2 separate regions of the Rattus norvegicus genome follow, and region 2 is linked to region 1. Evidence: chromatin contacts called from public Hi-C data. All regions are on one chromosome and are shown on one strand. The core of a region is the stretch at or near the end of the contact, and the rest is flanking DNA. Distances in the headings are between cores, read along the strand shown. Region 1 has its middle 32 kb from the start of Reeld1. Region 2 holds the start of Rbmxl1 (Rbmx like 1).

Region 1 (5,269 bases), core at 636-3,135:
TCTACCCTAGCGAGAACCCTTTTCTTCACCCAGGTGTCAGACAGGCGAAGCCGTTAACCTACTGAAGGTTGTGTAGTAACTCCATCAACCTTTGTGCCACCGGGGTACTGGAATTTCACTGATTTTCTATCAACACACACACGCACACACGCGCATGCACACGCACACACACACACCATGTGGGAGTAAGATATGTCTAAATTAAAACCTTTATGGTGTTACAGATGAAATCGACATGTTTGGGCAAAGCACTTTCTGATCCCTTAAACCGAGTTTTCACTTCCATCAAACAGAGATGCCATAATCTTCCGGGTGTGTTTATTGTGAGCAACAGTGGGTCTTCACACTCAGCTTCGATGCCACACACAATTCGTTTCTCAGCTGTGTTCTGAAATCTCAGAAAGCACAGCTTGTATTTTCTTTGTTTTTGAGTTCTCAACTCCAAATACAGTGACTGTCCAGTAGACTGGCACACAGTAGGAACTTAAGTATAACCTTCAGAGAAAGGCTGGTCTGAAGGTGCTGGCACACAGTAGGTACTGAAGTATAACCTTCAGAGAAAGGCTGGTCTGAAGGTGCTGGCACACAGTAGGTACTGAAGTATAACCTTCAGAGAAAGGCTGGTCTGAAGGTGCTGGCACACAGTAGGTACTGAAGTATAACCTTCAGAGAAAGGCTGGTCTGAAGGTGCTGGCACACAGTAGGTACTGAAGAATAACCTTCAGAGAAAGGCTGGTCTGAAGGTGCTGGCACACAGTAGGTACTGAAGTATAACCTTCAGAGAAAGGCTGGTCTGACTACTGCATCTGAGTAGGCACCACTTGGCTCTTCATTATTAGTTTCCTTCACAGCCCTTGGAGTGATGTATTTACTCATGGGGCTGTCTGTCCTCACTGGACTGTAATTTTCCCAGGTCAGGGCCTTTGGCTGACTTGCTCCTCAGAGTCTAGACAGTGCTTTGTACAGAGTTGCTGCTCAAGATGCATTTGTCAAATGGACAAACTCATAAAAATCTCCTATTTTGCTGTCACTGCTCTATGTGACAGTGGTTTACAAGGTATCAGAACCAGTCCAAACAGGCAAGAATTATTTGTCTTCAGAGAGCTCATCAGAGAGGAGCTCAGTTAGGAACTCCTCATGTTTTCTCCTCACAGAATTTGGCTGGGACCGTTCCTACAGGACAGCCCACTTCCTCCGGCCTCCTTTCAAACGCAGCAGAGTGAATGAGGTTTTTGGACGTGGACAAGGCTGCTTCAGAGTCTAAACTGGGGCCCTGGGGCAGAGGGGGTGGGGCTGGAAGGGCGGTGGAACCCAAGCCTCTCCCTGGGCTCTGCACCACTGAAAGGCTCCAGACGGCTTGGGCACTGGGCCAGGCTGCTGAGGTCCAGTGGGAAAGCTTGGCCAGGAACAGCCAGGAAGAAGTACAGATGACTCATTGTCCGACATCCTCCAAGGTGAAACCCAGCAGTGTGTGTGGCCGGGGTGGGGGTGGGGTGGGCGCTCTTCAGCCTTGGCGCCTTCCTCAGCCAAAATAAAAGCACCGGAGATTCAAACACACACAGCCTAGGGACACACCAGGCACACTCTCCCATTGTCCTTCCCGGCATGTCCCTGCACTTCCAGTTTTAAAATAACCTCATAGCACAATTTCCAGCTCGAGCAGGATTTCTTTTAAAAGGCAAGACAGTCTTCATTTTGTGTGTGTGTGTGTGTGTGTGTGTGTTGGGGGGAGTGTTTGGTAGAAACAAGGTACACCTTAGTGAAACTCTCCAGGCCTCTGGGCACAAAGTCAGTGTGAGAAACTTTCTGAGCATGTGTAACAGTCTCCCTCCCTCAATGTTTTTATTCAGAAGTCTGGAATCCCAAGTCCTAATTTATAGATGTGTTATTGCTTCTAGATTTCCACCAGAGGGCAGTCTTGGAAAATATTTATAAATATATATTTTATTGCTCTGTCTAGGAAATAGTGTTGTTTTGGAGAAGAGAGGCCGTCTAAAATCTCAGGGAGGGTTCTTGTCTCTCTCTTCCACAAGCATAGCTAGGAAAGCAGGCCAAATAAACTGCTCTTGCGGCCTGGCTGTCTTACACACAGGCAATGTGCCCAGCTTCCAGGGCCCTCTTCTCTGCACCAGCTCTGTCCTGAGGGCGGGGGGCGAGGACAGTCACCCCAGCAGAACTGTCAAGAACTGTCAAGGTTCCTCTGGTTCGGGTTCTGCCACACTAAGGATCAATTTCACCCTCTTTTTTCGGCAAAGCTTAGAAAAGAACCAGGAAGGATCAGAGGGGAAGCCAGAGAGGCCAAACAACTATTAATCGAGTTCTCAGGCAGGCAGCCATGGTTATTTCACTCCGTGTGAAAATGCGGGCAAATAAGGCCAACCAAGTCTGAGTCTGGGAGGATCCTGGACACAAATGTATAGCCAGGGATTCTAGTTGGTGGGAAGCACCTTCTCACACTACATCCCCACATGCTGTATAATCTAGGGCAACAGACACATTCTCTCTCTCTCTCTCTCTCTCTCTCTCTCTTTCTCTCTCTCTCTCTCTCTGTGTGTGTGTGTGTGTCTGTGTCTCTCTGTCTCTGACTCTCTCTCTGTCTCTGTTGTCTCTGTCTCTCTTGTGTGTCTCTGTCTCTCTGTGTGTGTCTCTGTCTCTGTGTGTCTCTCTGTCTCTTTCTCTCTGTCTCTCTCTCTGTCTCTGTGTGTGTGTGTGTGTCTCTGTGTCTCTCTGTCTCTATCTCTCTGTCTCTGTTGTCTCTGTCTCTCTTGTGTGTCTGTCTCTCTGTGTGTGTCTCTGTCTCTCTCAGTGTGTCTCTCTCTGTCTTTCTCTGTCTCTCTCTGTGTGTGTCTCTGTGTCTCTCTGTCTCTGACTATCTCTGTCTCTGTTGTCTCTCTCTCTTGTGTGTCTCTGTCTCTCTGTTGTCTCTCTCTGTGTCTCTGTCTCTCTCTGTGTGTCTCTGTCTCTGTCTCTCTTCAAAGGAAACCATCTTCACTGCTGAACTCCATGGCTAGGAGAGATGGAAGGAAAGACTATACTTACCACATTTCTTCATCAATGAACTTACTGGCAATAAATAAGTTAAAACTGCTATCCAGCAACTCAGATCCATTTCGGGAGCATGTCTGATGCACAACCCTCGAGTCTCCGAGCTGGACATCGTGTCATCCTGTGTGACCCCATTTCTTTCTGGAAACAGCTCTCGGGGTGGAGGGTCACCATGCTCCTCTATTTAGAGCAGCAGACAAAAGCCAGGCAAGGCAAAGTGATCTGAGCAAGGCTCTCAACCATGGTGCTAGGGTTCAGGCTGGTAGTCAGCCATTTAGTTCCTGTTGTGAGAGCATCTGCCTGTGCCAGGCTGGCTGGGGTGACTAGGATGTTCTTTGCTTGACCTCAAAAGCAGGCTGTAGCACTGTCAAGTCAGGTCCCTGAGTCCTCCAGGGTCCAGGCTAGAAAGGGAAATCCCAGTCTAGGTACTGCTTGCCTTGGTTGGTATGGGCCCAGCCTGGTGTGGCCCTTTCTAGGTGCACTGAAGCCTGCTCAAAGGTTAAGATTGCCTCAAGTACCCAGGGCCACAGCTTGTTCATGGTCCTACCCCTCCTCAGGCTCATTCTTCTGCCAACCTTTGCCCCTCTGGGGACCTCTACCTGTGAGCAGGGGACAATAACAGAAAACTGGCCTTGCAAGCTGACTGCTTCCTCCAGGGAAGGTGACAGTTAGGAGAAAGGGGGCAGCAAACGAACTGTGTAGAGCCCCACTGTGGCCTAAAGGCACTGGCGGCAGAGACAGTGGACAATGAAGTGGCAAAGAGAGAACCCTGGGCTCAGGCTGTCCTCCATGCTCAGAGGTCAGAGGTCACTTCTACAATACCGTGCTCCTCACCCTGGCGAGTCTGTTCCACACTGGTGGGAGGTACTCCCACTCAGAAAGGATGTGACCATGGTGTCAGCACCTGAGGTTAGAGATTTGGGTCCAGCAGGAAATCTATGTTTTAAACTTCTGGTACTCATAAGCAGCAGGAGCTACAAAAAGGCATGTTTCTAGTTAGTAATACCATGTGAGCCCCAGGGTCAGACCAGAATACAATATGCACGCAAGGGATGGGTCTTCTTTTACTCCATTGTGTCCAGAACCAAAGAGTGAGATAAATTAACCCTGGGTGCTGCAAGTGATCCTGGGAGGTTGGAAATCTTGCTGATTTCCTGCACTCTGGTCTTTTCTCCTCCCATTTAGGTGTTACAATTGTCTATTTACCCCAGAGACGCACCAAAGAAACCATTCTGCCCAAGTCTAGCTTGGTGAACTGGTAACTGTACTCTACTTACAGTCACGTGGGAGTTAATGGATAACTTACAGCCTTTCAAAGGCTGCCCCATTATAGAAGCTACTCCTGCATGGGCCCGTGTGTTGCTGGCTTGGCACCAGTGTCTGGTGCTATGGGGAGGTAATGCGACCCTTAGGAGATGAGTCCAAGAAGTTAGGCTCTTGATGGTGTGTGAGATTCTGGGAATTTGTCATGACCTGTCTCTCTCTTTCCTAGCCACCACAAGGTAAGCCATTGCCTGTGCCACATAACTCCTGCTAAGAGGTAGTGAGCAGTACCCACAGCTTCCAAAGCAGTTAAGGTAGAGCTTTTTTTCTTTATTAGATGATTTATCTCAGACTTTTTCTCTTAGAAAAAACAGCAATATTTTCTTTCTTTCTTTTGTGTGTGTGAATTTCTCATCATGCACCCCACTCCCACTCAGCTCCTTGTCCCTTCATACCCACCCTCCACCCTTGCAACCACCCCCAAAAATAAAATGAAAAATAAAGTAAAATAAAATAAACAAAACAAAACCATCTTGCTGTGGAAGCTGCAGTGTGTCACAGTGTCCCACGGTCTACCCTTCTGCCCACACATCTTCACTTGTTCACACATTGTTCATTGCAATGAGTCTGATTCGAGGCCTCTGACTTCTGCTACTCTGTCGATACTGGATGCTCACTGGGACTCCTCTCCGATATCCTGTGGTTGCCCTGGGTCATGGAGATCCTGTGGGACCAGATCCTTCATGCACTCCAGCAGTTCATAGATGGGGTAGATGTTGGGGTGACCTGGGCCTGGCTGGTAGGTGAGCTGGTCACCTCGCCAGCTCTCCTGAACCCACACCACCAGGATGAGCTCTTCAGTGCGGCCTCAAGTAGCTCACCCAATGCTGAGCTCTCCTGCCCGATGCCCTGAGCCGGCTCACCTAGCCCTTCACCACCAGGGCCAGTTCTACTGTGCTGC
Region 2 (5,857 bases), core at 186-2,685, 240 kb after region 1:
CAGCACACGGAAGTCGTGTCCTGTAAGGAAAGAGTGCAACGTGTCAGTAGAAATGGGAGTTTTGGACTGTCAGCAACTAAGGCAGACTATTGCTCTCCAACACATGAGCCACCAAAAAAATCGAAGTTTGGAGCAAGGATGTCCTTGCCTGTTTTCCTTTTTCTTCTCCCCCTTCCCCCCCCCCCAATAACCTCCACCCCTTTCTCTCCAACAGCCTTTTTTCTTAAGGTGCAAAAGGGAGGAATCGGAAATAGACTAGATAATGAGGTCCACTCCAGGACTGATAAAGAACTCCTGGCAACCTATAGTCCCTTGGGATGGGATGCTACTCTGAGAACAAGAGGAGTAACTTTCAGTTTCTGTAACCTCACTCCCGGCACTGAGCAAAAGTCATTGATTGCCCGCAGAAAAGGCAACCTGCACTCCCATCCCCGTGCCCCATTCCTAATCCCATCCTGGGCTAGCAAGTAAGAAAAACCTGCTAAAGCCCCTCTCAACGTGCACAGGGGTTGGTCAGGGCGCTGCAAGGGCAGAGGTCTGCACCGCAGCCGGGGCGGCCGCTCCTCCGGAGGACTCGCCGACGAGTTCTGAAGTGGGACCCGGCGCGTGGCAGCCGGCGGAGGTGCGGCACTTACCCCCGTTCACTCCGACCGACGGCTCCAGCTTAGCGGCGCCGATCGCCACCACTATCCCGACCATGAACCATTCTTTCCTCACCCTCTCCAGCAGCCTCATATTTGTTAGGGCGGGTGGGTTTTGTTTATTTGTTTGGCTGGCTTGATTTCCAAATTGCGATCCCTAAATCCCCGGGGCGTCTCCACACTTTCCTCGGTCCCTCCAGACATGCAGCAGAGCAAGTCAAATTGCTACTCTTAAACGAAAGACCGAGGGGTGGCTCGGGCGGCTCCGAGGCGGGCTGGGAGTAGTAGTATCCAGTGACGGGAAAGCCTCGCTGAGCGCCGCCATCACTACCACGCGCCTCCGAATAGACGCGCACTCGGGCCGAGGACTCGGGAGCAGGGCACGTAGAACGGAGACACACCCACAACAAGCGAACGAGGAGGATGCAAGGGAGACGAGTCACGGGTTGCACTAACAGGACCCGCTGCGGTGCACACATGACCAAGCTTGGGGTGACCCGCGGTGGGAGAAAAGCACGAGGCGTCCCAGACGCCCAGCCTCATTATGGTGTCGCTGCAGTAAATCTACAGTGACGGAGGCCCGAGCCCCGAGGCATGCCTCGCAGTGAACGTCTCTCGCTCGACTCTGAGCCCGAGAGACGCGAGACGTGCGCCTGGCCGGTACCGGGCTGCGCCGCGGCGATAGCTGCGCGCGCCAGTGCCGGCGGTTCTCATGCGCGCATCCTCGGGGCATTACGGCGACGGCCGACGTCGCGTTGACGTTGCGCGGGGGGAGGGGAAGCCATTCGCGGCCTCTGGTTCTCGGCGGGAGCGGCGGCGGCAGACGCGTGTGGCGACCGGCGCGGGAAAGTGGCTTCCTAGTTGGGGGAGCATTAACCCCGTGGGTAGGTTGAAAATCGGTGGCCGAGCAGACTTCCTGGACGGTAGGCCCCCCGCCTTCCCGCAGCAGCGGCGGGAAGGCGGGGAAGGCGGGCCGGGCCTTCCCGCCAGGTCGGTGGCCTGCCCGGGCCTTTCTGCCCGACCGCCTTCCCGGCCAAAACCCGCCTCGGGAGTGGGGAGGACGGCCGGGATGGAGCAAATCTTCCCTGGGGGGCGGTGAGAGAGCGACCCAAGCTCCTCCCTACCCGTGTGCCGCGCGTGGGCGGGCGATTCTGGAGGCCGCGTGGTGCGGGCCTTGCCTGACCCCGAACCACTAAAGCAACAGGACAACTGAGAGGGGGCCAGGAACTCAGAACAAAAGCAGTGAGGGCAAGATGCAGGGTGGAGGGTCTGATGTCCGCCCCCCTCCCCCCTCGGCTTCTTGCATTGCAATTTGGCGAATCTATGACATAGTTTCACAAATGGTCTTCCGAGCATCAACCCTTCCTCTTTATGCACCCAAAGAAAGAAAGGAACAAAGTATTGTGGGACATTTTGAAGCAGCCTGGTTATCAGCTACTTGAATAGTTTACTATGGAACGTAACGTTCGAAAGAAAGAGATTGTACCAGACTTTCATTCTGAATGCATTCAAAGCTTGAAAGAGACTCGGCATGCAATTTGCTCTTTTTAACTTTTATCTTGCTGACATGACTCGCTATCCAAAAACTAAGCTGCTTTAAGCAGTTATGCTATCAGTTCTCAGTTGCACAGCCCCCACTGCCGGGTCATTACGCATCAGGCAGCAAGAAGAAAAGCTAATCTCAAGATAAAAAGAACTTAATAGGGAGACACTAAACAATTTACCAGGCAAAAGAAGTACATGAAATGTGATAAAGCCTTATTATAAGACAGTCACAAGGTAAGTGGAGTTTTAGGAAGCAAAATTTATAACAATTTTCTTACAGTAATTTTTCTCGGTTCAAAAGAAAAAAATCTGCCTCAGCCATCGAATACTCTCAAATTAAAAGGTCATCACAGAGATAGTGCTGGCTTAAGTAAGTCTGCTCACAGATTCTTTCTAGAGATCTCAACCTGTTTAGAACAGAATTTTAATTCATAGAATATTTTGACGTTAGTTCATTGTGAATTGTATTGTCAAGGACTGTATTAGTTTGCTAGGGCTGCTATAACAAATAGCCCCCTCGGAGGTAGCTGTACTCAGACAATAGACATGTTTTACTGTTGCAGAATAAGAAAGTCCAGAATGGAGTTGTTGGAAGGCCATGTGTTCTAAAGGCTCTTTCCAGCTTCCCTTGACTGTCGGTATTCCCTGGCTTCCTTGATTTAAGGTTCTGATGCTCCAGTCTCTGCCTGGTTCGGCATCACATTCCCCTCCATGTTTCACATGCTGCCCTCTGCATCCATCTTCAACATTGCCTTTTTCTGCATGTATCTTTAAAAGACACTTGTCCCTGGATTTAGAACCTAACCAGAATAGTGGGTCAGATTCCTCTAGATTAATTATATGAGCCTGTATCCTTTCTCAAATTAACTGTTCGGTACTGTCCCCTATAAAAGGCACGTGGTCCAATGACCTCGGAACTTGGATGTAGAAATCAGATGTTTGTGGCTATGATCAGCAGCGGTTCTTCAGAATGTCATGAAGTATAAGTACCATGTAAGGTGGAAGCAGAAACTGGATTGAGATATCTATAAGCCAAAGTATTCTATGAATTACTGACAACCACTAGAAGCTAGGAGGGAGTTGTGGTACAGAATTTTATTAAGACTTCTGGTAGAAACCTTCATACTTCATAACTTCCTGAACTATAAGAAAATCGGTGTTTTATAACCCACCCCCAGCCCTTTCACAATGCAGTTACAGCAGCCTGAGGAAACTAATACAATAATATTCACAGGTGCTCGTGTGCAGTAGTCCTAGTGGCTTTTCTGTTCTGTTCTGAGACCCAGCAGCTGTCACCGGTGAGCTACTTGGAAGGCCCCTTTGGCGAGCTTGTAGAGGAGCTTGAGACCTTCACCGTCCCTGCGACTCTTACCAGCGGGAAGGAAAGATGGTTGAAGCAGATCGCCCAGGAAAGCTCTTCATTGGTGGGCTCAATACAGAAACAAATGAGAAAGCCCTGGAAGCAGTATTTGGCAAGTATGGACGGATAGTGGAAATACTTTTGATGAAAGACCGTGAGACCAACAAATCAAGAGGATTTGCTTTTGTTACCTTCGAAAGCCCAGCAGATGCTAAAGATGCAGCTAGAGATATGAATGGAAAGTCTTTGGATGGAAAAGCCATTAAGGTAGAGCAAGCTACCAAACCATCTTTTGAAAGTGGCAGGCGTGGACCACCTCCACCTCCAAGAAGCAGAGGCCCTCCCAGAGGTCTTCGAGGAGGAAGTGGAGGAACTAGGGGACCCCCTTCACGTGGAGGATACATGGATGACGGTGGTTATTCCATGAACTTTAACATGAGTTCTTCCAGGGGACCACTTCCAGTAAAAAGAGGACCACCACCACGAAGCGGGGGTCCCCCTCCTAAGAGATCAACACCTTCAGGACCAGTTCGAAGCAGCAGTGGAATGGGTGGAAGAACGCCAGTGTCCCGTGGAAGAGATAGCTATGGAGGCCCACCAAGAAGGGAACCCCTGCCATCTCGCAGAGATGTTTATTTGTCCCCAAGAGATGATGGATATTCTACAAAAGACAGCTATTCAAGCAGAGATTACCCAAGTTCTCGAGACACCAGAGATTATGCACCACCACCAAGAGATTATACTTACCGCGATTACAGTCATTCCAGTTCCCGAGATGACTATCCGTCAAGAGGCTATGGTGATAGAGATGGATATGGTCGGGATCGTGAGTATTCAGATCATCCAAGTGGCGGTTCCTACAGAGATTCATATGAGAGCTATGGAAATTCGCGCAGTGCGCCCCCTACTCGTGGGCCACCACCATCTTATGGAGGAAGCAGCCGCTATGATGATTACAGCAGCTCACGTGATGGATATGGTGGAAGTCGAGACAGTTACTCAAGCAGCAGAAGTGATCTCTACTCAAGTGGCCGTGATCGCGTCGGCAGACAAGAACGAGGGCTTCCCCCGTCTATGGAAAGGGGGTACCCTCCTCCACGTGATTCCTACAGCAGTTCAAGCCGTGGAGCACCAAGAGGAGGTGGCCGTGGAGGGAGCCGATCTGATAGAGGGGGAGGCAGAAGCAGATACTAGAAACAAATAAGACTTTGGATCAAGGTCTCCATGCAGAGAAACACAAGATGGAAAGTCTCTGTCATAACTATCAAGGACTAATAAGAGAAGTTGTGTTACCTTTTTAAATTTTCTGTTTTAAGTTCCCCTTCATTTTTGTGTTCTTGTGAAGAAAAAGTAAAACATGATTAATTTTGATATTATGAATTGCTTTCAACAAGCAAATGTTAAATGTGTAAGACTTGACTTGTACTAGTGTTGTAATTTTCCAAGTAAAAGTGTCCCTAAAGGCAATTTCCTGTCTTGATTTTTTTTTCCCCCCCTAATAAATGAGGTCAGCAATTTTAAGAGCTTTGAGAAGCCATCTAGATAGTATTTGGCCTCTGGAAAATTGACTCAACCTTCCAATCCAGGTAAGCTAATTCTAGTAGAGGGGTAGTAATAGTGTATTGCTTTTAGTATCTCAGGGTGTCGTCTAACTTAAGTCTCAGTGTAAAAACCTGAGACCAGGCACCTAGGAAAAGCTGCTTACCCAGAGGCAAGAAAGGAAAGGCATAAAGCTGACTATTTCCTGTGCTGACATTTCTTTGGGAATCTTCAAGAGCCTTCCCTTGACCTCCAGTTAGTCTTTATTTCATTTTCTTGATAGAAGGTTTATCTGTGTAGCCTTGGTGAACCTGGAATTCACTCGGTAGACCAGGCTGACCTTGAAGTGGATCCACCTGAACTAGATCCTGATTGCTGGAATTAAACATGTGTGCTGCCATACCCAGCTTCCTTCATCCCTCTTAGGTGTTGTTTATTGTATGTGCATTGGTGTTTTGCCTGCATGTGTGTTGGATCCCCTAGAACTGGAGTTACAGATTTGTGAGCTGCCATGTGGGTGCTGGAAATTCTAAATTCTTTGGAAGAGAGTGCTCTTAACCACTGAGCCACCTCCAGCCTCCAATGTGTGTGCGCACCACCTGTGAGTTTGTGTGCATAACTTGTGTGTAGGTGCCTGTGGAGACCAGAAAAGGATGACAGGGTTTTACTCCATAACCCAAACTGGCTTCAGTGATCTTCCTGCCACATCTCCCCAGGGCTAAGATTACAGGTATGTAAACACCAACTCATCTACATTCAAGCAAAAATGGAC

Evidence for each region. Hi-C and Micro-C count contacts between places; a contact is called where the count stands out from the background.
Region 2: a Hi-C map of the A7r5 cell line shows a contact between it and region 1, with 2.4 times the contacts expected there. The contact joins the promoter of Rbmxl1 here to the enhancer-like site in region 1. A contact is called at or near these places in 2 of 12 Hi-C or Micro-C datasets (the A7r5 cell line and mammary epithelial cells).

Annotation. Positions count from the first base shown.
Region 1 is chr19:46,074,931-46,080,199 of GRCr8, forward strand. No RefSeq gene overlaps it. Among named protein-coding and RNA genes, the nearest start is that of Reeld1, 32 kb to the left of the region's middle. Within about 2 kb of position 1,886, at least 77 of the 93 cell types and tissues checked have an H3K27ac peak or open chromatin away from gene starts, as enhancers often do. A contact at or near this core is called in the A7r5 cell line, where this site is marked.
Region 2 is chr19:46,310,790-46,316,646 of GRCr8, forward strand. Rbmxl1 (Rbmx like 1) reads left to right here and starts at 1,436. Exons shown (of 2, transcript NM_001107420.1): 1 at 1,436-1,525; 2 at 3,467-5,011. The coding sequence starts at 3,574. The coding sequence ends at 4,740. Slc10a7 (solute carrier family 10, member 7) reads right to left here and starts at 964. Exons shown (of 12, transcript NM_001010948.2): 1 at 636-964. The coding sequence starts at 735.